5 separate regions of the Mus musculus genome follow, and regions 1, 2, 4 and 5 are each linked to region 3. A link is a contact called in public ChIA-PET and HiChIP or PLAC-seq data. All regions are on one chromosome and are shown on one strand. Each heading gives the region's core, a stretch centred on a gene start, on an enhancer-like site or on the middle of the called end of the contact. The rest is flanking DNA. Distances are from core to core; before and after follow the strand shown.

Region 1 (2,700 bases), core at 107-2,606, 270 kb after region 3:
AGGTGTGCGCCACCACCGCCCGGCTTTGTTAATGTTTTGAGTGAAGTATGACATTAGGGAGAAGATCAGATCGGTGCTGTCCCTCACTACAGCAGGTAGACATTTCCTCACCTTAAACAGCCAGGCCCTCTTGGAAGCATAGGAAGTACCCCACTTGTGAGTCAGGTGACCCTCAGTAGTATCCCAGCAGCCCTCTGATACCCACCTAATGCACACAGTCAGCCAGCCAGTGGGTCAGAGGAAGAGTGGCTCTTCTGGGAGTTGTAGCCAGGAAAAGGAGAGGATGGAGGAAGAAGAAAAGAGAAATGGAAAAGGAAGACAGGAGGAAAGAGGGGTAGGAAGGGGAGGAAGAAGACAAATGGAGGACTGAGTGGGGAGAGAGCAGAAGGCAGAGAGAAAGAAAGGAGGAAGACAGAAGAGAAGGGAGAGAAGAGGAGGGAATAGGAGATGGAGGACAGGGAGGAAGCAGAGGACAAAGAGGGCCAAAGCCTCCTGGGACCACAGCAAGAGTGTATGGGGAAGGGCTGAGAAGTGGTTCTGGCTGATGAGGCCATGACCTTGGGGGATGGGCTGCTCAGAGGGACCCTTCCTGGGGTCAGGGGAGGCTCTTGCTCAATTGTTGAGATTTGAAAGCAAGTGCCCTTTTCATAGCAGAGGGGTGGGGGGTATGCCTTGAGTCGTCCTCCTGTCATCTGGGTTCTCTGGAATATGGCACTGTAAAGGGAAAGTCTGTGAGGACCGCTGGCTTGAAATGAGACTTACTGGTGTTTGAGGTGATCACTTGGAGCATTTGGCTAGCTGGACAGAGCTAGTGGCTGGGCTGCACCCACTTGACCTACTCTGGAGGTAGCCATCTGTCGGAAGGTCCAGAAGTGCCAACCGTCCCAAGGGCTGCACCGCCACCTGCTGAGAGGCCTGGGCCATCCCAGGTCCTTCGCCGCTGGGCCGTGGCTGGCAGCAAGTAGGAAGGAGGAACGCGGAAGGGGGCGCGCAGGTGAGTGCTAGCTGGTTGCTCCCCTGCGCTCCAGCCCTTCTCACCAGGGAGTTGAATGCCCGGGTAAACACCAGGCGCGATGTGCGCCGTGTATCCACGGAGAGACAAAGCCAGGGCGGGGCGGGGGCGCCGCCCGCGATGCCAGGGCGGGGGTGCAGGGTGCAGAGCAGTCTCCCCTGGCGCGGGTTGCCCACCGCCTGGGAACCCTGAGCCCTGCCCGCGGACAGGTGGAGCGGGGGCGGGGCGGTGGCCGGGAGGGTCCCGCCCCGGAGGTGGGGCCGGGCGGGCCCGGCGGGGCGGGGCCGTGCTATGCAAATGTCGCCCACGGGCGGCCAATTGCCTGCGCTCCGCGCGCGGCTCCGAGCGTCCCGTCCCGCCAGCGGCCTCGAGACCTGAGCAGCTAGGGAACAAACCGCAGCGGTCCAGGGAGCCCCGAGCGCAGCGTAGAGCCAGGGTACGCTTCGAGGACCCGCGCAGCCCCGCTCGGTCTCCGGGCCCTAGTCAGACAGCCAGGCAAGCGCAGCGCCACCCGGCCGAGCCCAGCGCAGCGCTCTGTAGCCTAGCGCGCGCCACCGCCCGCGCCCCGCACCGGGGAATGCGCCCTCGGCGCGCAGGCCAGGGGGCGCCCGCAGCCCGCCCCGGGGGAGGCGGCCCCGAGCGCCCCTGAGCCTTTCCATGGCCCGGGCTAGGGCCCGGGGCCTCGGCTGCTGACGTGCACGAAGCCAGGGGACCCAGTGAAGCCGAGTCCGCGGTGCGGATCCCGGCTCAGGCTAAGAGACAAGAGGGCGCGGACAGGGCCGTGGCCCGGGGGGGGGGCAGCTAAAGCGGACCGGCCGGACGCGAACCTCTCCGCTGCTGCGGCGGCCACCGCTGCCCGGGCGCCCAGGCCCCGCCGCCGTGGACGAGGTGAGTACGGAGAGAACACGACCTCCCGACCCCACTAGGATCCGCGGCACTGCAACTCCTTAGAAGTGCGCGAGGTCTGGCGAACCGTGGCACACTGTCTGCGGGTACCAGGCGACAGAACTAGGATGTGCTTCATACCTGTCCCGGCGTCCTGAACCTCCCCGGTTCCCGGGCGCTGTAAAGATGTGTGTGTGACTAGGTGATGTGGCCTGCGGGATCACTGGTGTGTGAATTAACTTTTTCCACCCCCGCAAGGTTTTGGGTGGGTACCCTTACCCTCGTTGAGTGGGAGTTCGGATCCTTCTGTTTTAGTCCTCTGCTGACGCCTGCACTCTTTCCCAAACGGCGCGTTTGCACTGCCACAGTGTCTCTAATCTGAAGACCAGGTCAGCCCCAGGGGAAGGTCTAAATTGGAAGCCCCCACGTGGAGGGTCGCCCGGAACCGCAAGACAAGGGGATCTGTTTCCAAATGGGCTTTTCTTTCAGCCATTTGCCGATCTCCTGGCCCCCAGCTGCCTCTCGGTCCTTCTCCGGTTCAGGGGTCTCGGTGTAAGTGAGGTGTTGTTAAGTTGGAAGAGCCTGGGGTCAAGCCCCAGTTTGAACCACGGACCCTAGTGGTGAAGTGGGCAAGGGACCATGGGGGGTGGCGGGTTGTCTAGAGCAGGTGAGGTAAGGAAAGTGTCAAGATGAAGAGTCCTTTGGAACTAAGGCTGGGGTCCCAGCCGGACCTATAACTCCTCATTCTTGAAATAGGTGCATTTTGCCACCAGACCATTAACATCTGGGGAGAGGACAGACTG
Region 2 (2,700 bases), core at 177-2,676, 360 kb before region 3:
TGCTGTAACGGCGACTCAAGACTGACCTTAACCATGTCCTGGGACAGGGAGAAAGAAAAGCATAAGGGGCGGGGAAAGGGACGTTTAGGCTCTGGGATTGAGTTCCTTATCCCTGACTATGAGGCTATCCAAAAGGTGACAATGACACAGGACACACAAACAATTCTGATATTCAGCACTTTATTCTTAGTAGTGAAACCACCTTTCATTAGGTGGAAAGGCATCGGGAATGGATGGGACCAGCGCCCATCTGAGGGGATTTTCCTGGAAATCAGGTGTTTCTCCGTGCAAATTTAGAGGAAACACCATCATGGAAGAACCGCCCCCCAGAGTGCAGCCAGTAATCACCAAGCCAATGCCAGGGCCGCCTTAGGAGTTGCCAGACTGCTGGGACAGCAGGGTTTCTATGTCAGGTTCGATGTCGATGGTACGAAAGCGGCGGCTGTACCTGCGCACGGGAACACCGTCGGGGCCCACCAGGAACTTCTCAAAGTTCCAGGCAATGTCGTTGCGGCACACCGGAGACCAAATGATGTACTTGGGGTCGGTCATGAGCGCAGTGGGGTCGTCACTGGGTGTTGGCAAGGCATTCCGCAGGAAGGTAAAGAGCGGGTGAGCCTTCTCACCATTCACTTCGCACTTCTCAAACAATGTAAAATTGGGCTCGAACCCGCCACCAGGTCGGACGTACTTGAGGGAATTCAGAATCTCTTCATTCTTGCCATTCTCCTAGGGAAGACAAAGGCATTTATTTATGTGCTAGGATTTCGGAAAGAATGTGCTTTTTAACTGCAAAACAGAGGTTTCCCGATGAGTCACCAGGAAGTTGCCCTCCTTGTATAACCGAGGATAGGCCTGCATTCCAGCTGTAGTACCAGAGGAGAAAGTAAGCGGTGTCCCGCCCGTGGGAGCCTAGAGCCCAAGGCCACCCATCTCGCCCCATATACCTGGTGTCCGAACTGATTGCACGGGAAACCGAGCACCACCAGTCCACGAGGTCCCAGACGCTTCTGCAGATCGTTCATCTCGGTGTAGTCCCGGATCGTGGTGCCTCAGAGAGACGCGACATTCTCAATGAGCAGCACCTTGCCCCGCAGGGAGCCCAGGCTCACAGGCTCCCCGCCCGTCAGCGGGCGCGCGGAGAAGGCATACACGGTGGACTGTGCCGCCGCGGAGAGCCGAGCAGCACACATACTGGAGATGTTGGGACTCAAACGTGGAATCCGTACTAGCGCTCACAGGGCCCTGCACCTCCTTTTAACTGGATGGTGCTGAGATCACGTGGCATCGCTTTCTTTCCGGCTGGCAGCCAGCTCTAAGTCTCAGGGTCCCGCCTTATCCGGCCTCTACCCTCCCCCCATCGAGGAACAGGGAAGAGGGTGCGGCCGGGCTAAAGCGCCTGGAGGTGCCTAGGGCGGGTCTGGTCTAGCTCCTGTAGCACTAGTCTGGAAGGAAGCTGCTTGCTTAGGCGGGGATCTTCCAGCTCTGTCTTACTCAACCGTTTCTTAATTAGTCTAGAGTCCCGCCTAGGAAGATGGCCTCTGGCAATAACAACGGCTAAAGCAGCTCACGCACAGCTCCCTTATATTGTGTAACTTTACCCACACGTTTCTAGTCATAAGGTTATAGGGTTTTAAAAACATAAGTTTAATTACACTTATTGTTTAATTAAATCGAAGGAGCATGCATGTTGAGGTCAGAGTTGGTTCTCTCCTTCCACTCGGTGATAATTTGGGAATTGAACTCAAGAGGAGCTGCGTCGCATCAGGTGGCCAGTGTTTTGTTTCTGAGACAAGGTCTCTACAGAGCCCTGGCTCGCCTGGAACTCCAAGTGCATGTTTTCGTTTTGTTTTGTCTTGGGGGGTGTCTCCATCTCATCAGTGTTTCTGTATGCAGTCTTGGCTGTACTAAGGCTTGTTCAGTAGCCCAGGCAGGCCTAGAACTCAAGAGATTTACCTGTCTCTTTGCTTTCATCCCGAGTGCTGGTACTAAAGGCTTGTACCACCCATGCCTGACTTTTTTTTAGTAGCACTAACAGCGCTATCAAAGGCAATTTCTTTTGGTTGTTTTTGTAAGGGTGGACAGCAGTGCAGGACTCCCTGCTCCAGACTCTAACCTAGCTCCTCTCAGAACACGTGCTTCTAGTGGTCCTAGATTCCTGCCCCCAGTGCAGTTTGGTCTTAGTCCAGAAAACCCAGCCCCTCATGTCCCCTCTATGACATTCCACTCCACTTTTTTTTTTTTTTTTTTTTTTTGTCTTTTTTAGACAGGGTTTCTCTGTATATCCCTGGCTGTCCTGGAACTCACATTGTAGACCAGGCTGGCCTCGAACTCAGAAATCCACCTGCCTCTGCCTCCCGAGTGCTGGGATGAAAGGCCTGCGCCACCACACCCGGCTTCCACTCCACTTTTTAGATTTGAACGTGTCACAGGGAAACCACTTCCATGTTCTTGGGAGGAGACAAAAGGTTAGTCTAGAAGAGGGAGGGAGTAGGAGGAGCTGGTGCCATTCAAGAAGCCTCTCCAGGGGAGTCTTTCCGGCGAAAGCAACACACAAGAGAATACAGGAAATTTAGAAAACTGCCTTTATTCTATTAGTTGGAAAAATTAACTGGTACAGAAAAATGTTTAGTCAGCTGGAGAGAAGAGACCCCCCCACCCCCACCCACTGCCACCCATAAGAACTGGTGGCTCCTCTGG
Region 3 (2,700 bases), core at 67-2,566:
TTCAGAGTGCCTGTACCTACCTTCCACGGGCCCTGGCACCTTTCTCTGGACATCAGGGAAACCTCTACATCTGAGCACCCACCTGAGAGATGTCCTGGATGGCAGCTGTCATGGGTTCTACCTCAGTAGGGTCCAAAACTGTGAAGTCCTCACCAAAGTCACAGAATAACCGCCTAGTGTGGGTGGCGGAAGTTACTGAGGAAGCTCATTAGTTGTGAGTAGGGGGCACTAGGACAGGCCCAAAGGGGAAGGAATTATAGGAAAGCTGTGGAGACTTTGGTTTGGGCATGCAGGGTGCACTAAAGCAGGTCTGCATGCTGAGGTGGAGAAACAAGGGCAAGACTGTAGTCCAGAGCATCCTTGTAAGCTCTAGGCTGAGTCGGGGAGGATGGGGCAAGCTAAGGGCTGGGCAAGGCATTAGGACCAATTGCTGGCAGTGATGTGGTGGGGTACACAGGTAGTCTCCTCACCCCACAAGGCCCCGGGTTTCAGCCATCAGGAAGCGGACTCCATGCTTGTGACACAAAGGTCCCACCTTCAGCTGGTCTTCCAGCTTGGAGTCAGTCAGCACCACTACCTAGATGGACACCGTGATTGATCAGCAGGCCCGGAATCACTCGCCACCTTCTCTCTGCCGTTAAGGGCAGGAGGGAGGTACTAGGCTAGCATGCAAAGTGGCTCTGGGGAAAGCACCTGAAAACCCTGCAGTAGGTCCTCAGTGATGTCGCCACTGTGGACGGAGATCTGGACAGCTTCATTGAGCTGAGCCAATTGCGCCTGAGAGGCCTCAGCCCTGTTCCTTCCCAAGCTCTCTTCTGAAAGGAAACACTAAGGACAGCTCAGTGCAGCTTGATCAAGGAGACTCCCCTTTGGCCTCTGCTCTGGGAGGCAGCATAGAGACCCCCAAGAACTCTTACCTGAGCAGCCAAGTCAGCCCAGCAGGTGGGATGGGGATCATGCAGGGTGAGGCTGCCCACACCTGTAAGGACTAGGTTCTTGGCCACCTCAGCTCCCAGACCCTGCAGGCCACATAGCAAGACTTTGGCTTCCTGGATCCTCTGCATAGCAGGCAGGCCCAGTACATACCTGTGGTTAAGAAGAAGGAGGTGGCAGCTGGGGACCAAAGGTCTGGAAGCCACCCGACTTGGTTATCCCACCTTGAGACTTACAGCTGCCTGGAGTATAACTCTTCATCCATCCTCAGTCGTGGGGCTGGAGAGGAGGCTGTAGGGCTCACAGGAGGGGGCAAGGAAAACAAGGCAAACAGGCCCCAAAGCGCTGGTTGCTGCTGGTTACAGCTCTCTTTCTGCTTCCTCTATGATTTCAGGAAACCAAAAGTGAAACTAGACTGAGTTGGTTCCTGGTCCTCCCAGTGAATGAGGACAGATATCAGTGCTCTGCAGGCCAACTGGGGTTTATCGCTTGGATAAGTCCCAGTGTTACAAGAGGCCAGTGACTCTCTGAGTCAGACCTGAGAAATGAGAAGCTCAGGCAGCCACAAAATGAAGACATGTGTCACATATATATTTTAAACTTTTGTTTTGAAATAACTGTAGACTCACAATAAGTTGTGAAAATAACACAGGGTGTTGCTGTGTTCATGCGTATTTGTGGGTGTGTTTTCCATCACCATATATTAATTACACATAATAATGTGCTTCGTTATGGCACTTTTATACGTGTACATTTTGATCATATTCATCTGTTAGCTTCTCTATCCTCCTCCCACTCTTGCTGTTCCTCTTGGTGACTTGGTGAGTTTTGCAGACGTTTCATACAAGAGGATGGGCGAGAGGTTATTTATGGAAGCCAGGGGCACCTTATCAGTGGTTACAGAACTAAAGAAAATGTCTCACCCTCCTGGAGGGGCGAGGCCTCATGAGTCCCTGTTCCTCCCATGATAGGATGCTTCACAAGCCCAAATTTTGTACAGATCTTGTGCAGGTCACAACTACTGTGAGTTCAAGAGCACAACAGCCATTTGTGGCCAGAAGATCATGTTCTGCAAAGACTCCATCCTCCACTTCTAAAGCTATCGCGTCCTGTTTTTCATGGCGTTCCCTGAGCCTTGGCTAGAGCAGATCGAGATGTTCCTTTAGGGCTGAACATTCAGGTCACTTCTCTACACACTGACCGGTTATGAGTCCCTGCAGGCACCACTGCCCTCCACAAAAGGAAGCCTCTCTGATAAAAGCCCACAGTGGCCCCGCGCTAAGGTCACTAACATGACTGTCATTCTACCATGAGGGCCTATGACCTACCCAATCACTGTTTTTTTTTTTTTTTTTTTTTTTTTTTTTTGGATCAGGTTTATAATACCAGACATGAATTCTCTCCCTCCTGTGGAGTGGGCTCAGTTCCAATAAGAAAGTAGTTGCTGTCACCACAGCAGGCTCGAAGGCACTAGATCCATCTTGCTACTGTTTGTTTGTTTTTGTTGTTTTTGTTTTTTTAAAGACAAGGTTTCTCTGTGTAAACCAAGCTGTCCTCGAACTCAGACATTCCCCTGCCTTTGCCTCTGAGTGCTGGCATTAAAGACACGCACCATCACCAGCCAGTTGAGTTGTTTGTTTGCTTGCTTTGTCTTTATAAAAGTCTCATCATGTAGCTCTGGCTCTGGTCTGGAACTTGCTATGCAGACCAGGTTGAAATCATAAACAGGGCTTGTCTGTGTTTGAGTGCCAGAGTTAAAGGTGCGAG
Region 4 (2,700 bases), core at 43-2,542, 390 kb after region 3:
AGACCAGAAGAAGCTCTTGACCGGGTGTCTGAAAAAGTAAACATAGGGACTCTCAAAGTGTCAGTAGGGCAGGAACAGAGAGACGGCCTGTGAGCTCTCTCCAGGGCTGAAGACTGGCCTTAAATAGGGCAGCTACTATGGTAGGCACCCTGGACAGGTTCTGACCCAGTAGGAGTCCTTACACCTTAGGGACCACTAACATTACTTGCTTGTAAAAAAACGTTCAGCCCACACGTTGATTTCTGTTCACCTCTTCTCTTACTATCCTACTTGTCAAAACTGCCCGGACGGTCTCATCTGCCGCACTGTATTGTGGTCCCTTTGGCTGCTGGGCCCTTGCGCCAGATTCTTTACCGTCTCAGAAGCTCCCCTCACAGGGCCTGCCATAATTCTAAGACCACTCTCGGTAAGTATATGCTTTCAGTACTAGTTCTTGTGGAACTGTCACCACCCTATTAAATGCCCCGAGACCCAAGCCACATTAAAGTGGCTGTCAGGTCAAAAATATGCTGGGCAGGCACTCTTTTTCAGCAGTTGTTTGTTTAATGCAACAGGTCATGCTTCTGGTTGAGTCTGATAAGAAGTCTCCAGGCTGCTTCGGTCTCTCTGGATGTCCTCCCGGTCTCTAGTCCAATTGACAGGGCCCCAATTCTCTACCTTTCCAATCACACTTCCCCGTTTTACAGAACAGACAAGGTCTCTCTGCTAATTTCCTTGTGCAGCCTACCAAATGCACTACTAGTATTTGGCAAAAGGGTTGGCTTCACGCTCTTTCTGGTGTGGTTTTCTACCCCAGTAGCGATGGGAAAACCTAGGTCCTTAATGCTGGTCAAGTCATCGTTGCGGCGCGGGATTTCGAAAAACAGCTGGCAATGTGCTCAAGTGAGGCGCACACGTGGCCAATGCCAGCTGGGGCACGTGCGAGCCTTAGCAGAGTTCTGGGAGGTCACGCTGGGCTGATCTGGGAAGATTCATCAACTCAGGTCCCTCAATGACATCGAAGGGGAATCACGGAACACCCCCGCTCACTACTGAACAAGTCTACTGGAGCCCCCGGACTCACCTCCTCCACGGCGCTGACCGCCCTTGCGGAGCGCATTGCCCTTCCGAGCACGAGGCATTCCTGGAACCGAGAATTGGGAACACGGGAATGGGGCGCGGGGTCAGGGACCCGGAGGGCGGGGACTCCAAACCAGCGAAACGCTGGCCCGTGTGCTGAGCTGAGACTGGCGAGGACGACAGGAGCCACACGCCGCGCGCGCCACCATCTTCGTGAGGCGCCCCGCCCTGTCAAATGGGTCGCTGGGAAGGTGAGTTCCCGGCCACCAAGTTCAGATCCACATACACGCGGCCGAAACTACTATCCCCAGGCATCAGCGTACACAGATTAGCACCGCCCAAGTTGTGCGCAGTGCACGACGGGAGTAGTAGTCCATTCCGGAGACACATAAGCCGACGCCGCTCTAGCTAAACTATGTACCCACAATGCCCTGCGTACCCACTTCGCCCCTCCTTCCCCTACCCCCGCCCGCGCGGTTCATAGTTAACTCAGTAGTTTCCTTTCTCACTAGAAGCGTCTGCAGGGCCTGATAACGAAGCACCTGCTTGGAGGCGCCAGGTTTGGCCCTAGATAGAATGGTGAGGACAAACTTCAAGTAATGAAAGAGTGACTTTATGGATAAAAATACAGATAATAGCTTAGCGTTTAACAGACCTTAGCTTAATTTTTTTTGGGGGGGATGTGTGTTGGGAGGCATGTAGGGGTTGTCTGAACCTAGATTTTACTTCTCTATAGATACGCTGGGGTATAGGAACAAAGTCCTAGGCTAGTCACCTTAAATGCCTGGAACTGACCCGGAAGCTTCTTTTTTTTTTTTTTTTTTTTTTCTGAGACAGGGTTTCTCTGTATAGCCCTGGCTGTCCTGGAACTCACTTTGTAGATCAGGCTGGCCTCGAACTCAGAAATCGGCCTGCCTCTGCCTCCCGAGTGCTGGGATTAAAGGCGTGCGCCACCATGCCCGGCTCCTCAGGAATTTCTATGGAAGTTGTATTGGTGGAAGTGGGATATGTACTTGGGAAAGTCCCATAAGCTAAACAAAGCATAAAGGGGAATTCCTCTAGGACTGGGAAAATGACAGCAGGGTCAAGTAGCAAAGGCAGGGACTCCTGACTCTATGTTGGGCTCAGGGTTTAGGCTCCAGGCAGGTAGGGCCAGCCCAACCCGAATAACAATGGCATCTGAAGGAATTCCAAGCTCCAAGACTGTCATCTGGCTGCAGATGTAGAAAGGCTTCCATTTGTCCTGGGTCTTTCCGGGCACATCGACCATGGCCATGACATCGCTGGTGACTGCAAGCCATGGCAGCCTTGGTCACATTGATCACATAGGGGCCTAAAGTGCCCACTAAGTAGTCATGGAGACGCCAGCACTTTTCCTACACAGAGAAAAGATAGGTCAAAGCTCCTTTTCTATGACTTGGCATGGCTTCTCCCCTATCTTGGGGCTCCAGCATGTGCACGATGAGGGGCAACGCTCACCTCAGAGCTAGAGAAGCTCAGGTCCCCCCAGAGTACCACTCCAGCTGTTCCCAGTGCGGCACTCACTCCAATAGTCTGCATCAGGTCGTCCTGCAGGCAGAGAACTGTTAAGCCCAAGCTTGACTGGCCAGATCCATCAGGGCCCAACTTTACCACGACACC
Region 5 (2,700 bases), core at 81-2,580, 420 kb after region 3:
TTTGGTTTCTTCCTTATCTCCCAAACTGTCTTGCTTCCTAGACAAGAACCCCAGAGCAGCTTTCTTTCTCCTTGTGAATGCTGAGATGCCGCAGCTCTTGCTCTCATGTGGCATTCTGTCACAAACTGCTACACTAGCTGAGTTTGTGACATACTTGTATAGTGAATGAGATGATCTGGAGGCACACACAGGCCTACAGTGCCATTTTTAAGTTCCTATATGGCCCAAAGCACCGATTCTCAACTCAAAACTATACATCAGAACTTGGGAGGCAGGGGCAGGTGGGTTGCTTGTCACAGCCTGGTCTGCATAGAGAGTTCTAGGCAAGCCAGGGCTGCAGAGTGAAACCCTGTCTTAAAACACAACAAAACAACCAAAAAACCAAACCAAAACAGAAAAACCAGGATGCCTAAGGTCCACTTTCAACAACGGAGTCAACAAGTCTGAGAGGAGAAGTAGGCGCGAGGAGACTGGAAGGTATATATTGTCCTGCGTGGTTCTGTTTGCTGGTAATTCCTAGGTCAGAAGGACCACTCATTGTGTGTGTGGCTGGACTCCATGTTTTAGCCTCTGCATCCTTGACTCAAAACAACCTTGACTGAAGTTTCAATAGAATTCCTACTAACAAGGAGCCTAACTAAGGTTCTAACTTTTTCTGGCCCCCTATTAATGTGGGAGACGTCACCCAGGAATCTAGAGGGGGAACACAGTGAGCCAATCGTTGGGAAGAGGCGGGCCTCGGAATGTAGGCTCAGAGCTCAGCAGGCACAAAGGCTTTTCAAGAAAGGGCACAAGCACTTTAAAGACAAACTTGAAGCACCTTCTTATTCACAGACAACTAACTCTGCCCAACTGTGCACGGACAGAGCGTGACAAGTGATAAACCATTTTCTCAAGCACTCTCCCTGATGGAGCAAGGCCAGGAGATCTGGTCTGCAGGATCATCACAACTGACCAGCCCTCCACTGCCGCTTGACCCGCAACTATGGTGCTGCCTCCCTTTCCGTAGTCGCTGGCTGTGTGGGGCCGCTTACTCACGCGCGCACTGTAGGCCCTTGCGCACGACGCCCCAGATGAAGTCTCCACAGAGGTCGCACCACGTGTGCGTGGTGGGCCCTGCAGGCTGGAAACGGTGGCCACGACCCGGGACGTGCTGCTGTGACGGATTGCGTGTTGTACCCGGGGCGATGCGCAGAGCGTTGGCACGCTCCAGCCGGGTACGGCCTGGACCGATGCGCCCGGACGGTGCCAGCTCGCGTAGTTCAATGAGTTCTGGCTCCGCCGACATGGCCCGGTCAGGCCGGTGCTGTAGCGGACTAGCAGCTAGTGAGTACCGAGCGGGCGAGGCCGCAGGGCGGGCCGCGACTTCGGCACCGCCCCCAGGATCCAGGCAGGGCGGCGGGAAAGAGCCGAGGAGGACGCGCTGGAACCCTAGGCGAGCCGACCGTGTGGACTTGTGGGCGGGGCACGGCACAGGGGTGGGCCCTTTCAAAGAGCCCCTTCCCAATCTTTCCGTCCAGTCTTCTCCCCCGACCCCAAGGATGACTGTACAGCGCCACACTGTTGCGTTTCATGAGTCTGCTTTATTGTGCGAAAGGAAGAGGGTCTCCACATCCGGCCCTTGCTTACACCCCCCAACCCTGTCTGCCAGTTTGCTGATGCTGTGGCCTGGTCCTCTGCGTATTCGCTGGGTGGGGCAGGAAGTGAAGAGTGTGGTGGTTTGCAGCTCTACTTGACTCAGCTGTGCTCACCAGGGAAATTGAGGTCTGACAGGGGCGAGCCACGAGTCCCTGAAGCTCAGTCACAGTCTGGGTGCGCTCTTCTGTCGGCCCTCGGCAGCTACGGCCTTCACTTGGCTCTGTCACCTTGGGCTGCTAGAACACATGTCTTTCCGTGCTTCTCCCAGTGCTTGACTTGACACTCCCTGCAGCGGGGTGGGTTGCATGACAATGACAGGGCTTGTAGGAGAACCCAGGGTTGGAGCTTAGGGGGGCAACTAAGGTCCCAGGATCGCCTCACCTGCAGCAATACCACACATTCTGGCATCTGGAGCAGCGCTTGGAGGCCTCTGCGTTGCAGTAGCCGCAGCGGGGCCTCTCCGGAGCTACTGCCTCTAGGACATCCAGCCTGTAGGTTTCAGCCCACCTGGGGGAGGAGTCGAGAAGAGCTGAATGGACGGACCGGGCAGGTAGGTGCACAGAAGCACTAGGTGACCTTCCCTCCTTGGTCCTATGCACGTGACTTCAGCCACTCAGTGGACTTTACCTCTGTGCTTGTTGACGAAGATCCTTCTCCGAGAGGCTGAATACGTGCTGAAGCTGGTGCTTGGCGATAGCCTGCCATTTCCCTTTGTTCTCTCTCTCCAGGCGATCCCAGATTTCTGGGATCTAAAAAAGTGTAATGGAGACAGGGAGGAAGGAGCCGGAAAAGTGGACCACCGTCCCAAGCACTCCCAAGCATGTTCTAGGGCCTTACCTGTTCTAACACTAGGTCCTTCTTAGGGGGCTGGGTTTCAGCCAGGGACAGGTGGGCCAGGAAACCCTTCAGATCGGCAAGATTGGGCAACTGGTCGAGTAGTGTGTCAGTGAGGAAGGCCTGAAGCTGCAAGAGATCCAGGGAAGGCCATTGAGAAACTAACTGTTCCTAGCCAGAGGGCCAAGAGACAGGAAGTCCTGAAATTGGGCTGAGCGTCCTTGGAGG

Evidence for each region. ChIA-PET counts read pairs in DNA pulled down with a chosen protein or histone mark. HiChIP or PLAC-seq counts read pairs in DNA pulled down with a chosen protein or histone mark.
Region 1: a contact with region 3 is called in an HNF4G HiChIP or PLAC-seq map of pancreatic cancer cells. The contact joins the promoter of Sema3f here to the promoter of Uba7 in region 3. A contact is called at or near these places in 1 of 39 promoter capture datasets (embryonic stem cells) and 2 of 115 datasets of contacts at active chromatin or transcription factors (memory CD8 T cells and pancreatic cancer cells).
Region 2: a contact with region 3 is called in an RNA polymerase II ChIA-PET map of memory CD8 T cells, with 105 read pairs. The contact joins the promoter of Gpx1 here to the promoter of Uba7 in region 3. A contact is called at or near these places in 1 of 39 promoter capture datasets (erythroid cells) and 5 of 115 datasets of contacts at active chromatin or transcription factors (bone marrow-derived dendritic cells, bone marrow-derived macrophages, cardiomyocytes and 2 more).
Region 4: an RNA polymerase II ChIA-PET map of memory CD8 T cells shows a contact between it and region 3, with 44 read pairs. The contact joins the promoter of Ifrd2 here to the promoter of Uba7 in region 3. A contact is called at or near these places in 1 of 39 promoter capture datasets (erythroid cells), 3 of 115 datasets of contacts at active chromatin or transcription factors (bone marrow-derived macrophages, memory CD8 T cells and pancreatic cancer cells) and 2 of 9 other capture datasets (liver and pancreatic islet).
Region 5: an RNA polymerase II ChIA-PET map of memory CD8 T cells shows a contact between it and region 3, with 105 read pairs. The contact joins the promoter of Rassf1 here to the promoter of Uba7 in region 3. A contact is called at or near these places in 1 of 39 promoter capture datasets (erythroid cells), 2 of 115 datasets of contacts at active chromatin or transcription factors (memory CD8 T cells and pancreatic cancer cells) and 2 of 9 other capture datasets (liver and pancreatic islet).

What each region holds. Positions count from the first base shown.
Region 1 is chr9:107,708,618-107,711,317 of GRCm38.p6, reverse strand. It overlaps Sema3f (sema domain, immunoglobulin domain (Ig), short basic domain, secreted, (semaphorin) 3F), which reads left to right and starts at 1,356. Exons shown (of 18, transcript NM_001379496.1): 1 at 1,356-1,900.
Region 2 is chr9:108,337,806-108,340,505 of GRCm38.p6, reverse strand. Gpx1 (glutathione peroxidase 1) reads right to left here and starts at 1,426. Exons shown (of 2, transcript NM_008160.6): 1 at 948-1,426; 2 at 164-729. The coding sequence starts at 1,193. The coding sequence ends at 370. Rhoa (ras homolog family member A) reads right to left here. Exons shown (of 6, transcript NM_016802.5): 6 at 2,563-2,700.
Region 3 is chr9:107,974,183-107,976,882 of GRCm38.p6, reverse strand. Uba7 (ubiquitin-like modifier activating enzyme 7) reads right to left here and starts at 1,316. Exons shown (of 24, transcript NM_023738.4): 1 at 1,170-1,316; 2 at 918-1,086; 3 at 694-828; 4 at 471-577; 5 at 83-173. The coding sequence starts at 1,198.
Region 4 is chr9:107,586,310-107,589,009 of GRCm38.p6, reverse strand. Ifrd2 (interferon-related developmental regulator 2) reads right to left here and starts at 1,292. Exons shown (of 12, transcript NM_025903.2): 1 at 1,064-1,292. The coding sequence starts at 1,121. It overlaps Hyal3 (hyaluronoglucosaminidase 3), which reads right to left. Exons shown (of 4, transcript NM_178020.3): 3 at 2,539-2,628; 4 at 1,651-2,435. The coding sequence ends at 2,184.
Region 5 is chr9:107,550,185-107,552,884 of GRCm38.p6, reverse strand. Rassf1 (Ras association (RalGDS/AF-6) domain family member 1) reads right to left here and starts at 1,330. Exons shown (of 6, transcript NM_001243748.1): 1 at 1,039-1,330. The coding sequence starts at 1,288. Zmynd10 (zinc finger, MYND domain containing 10) reads right to left here. Exons shown (of 12, transcript NM_053253.4): 9 at 2,476-2,601; 10 at 2,266-2,387; 11 at 2,020-2,145; 12 at 1,564-1,924. The coding sequence ends at 1,849. Gm34106 (predicted gene, 34106) reads left to right here and starts at 2,048. Exons shown (of 2, transcript NR_168657.1): 1 at 2,048-2,188.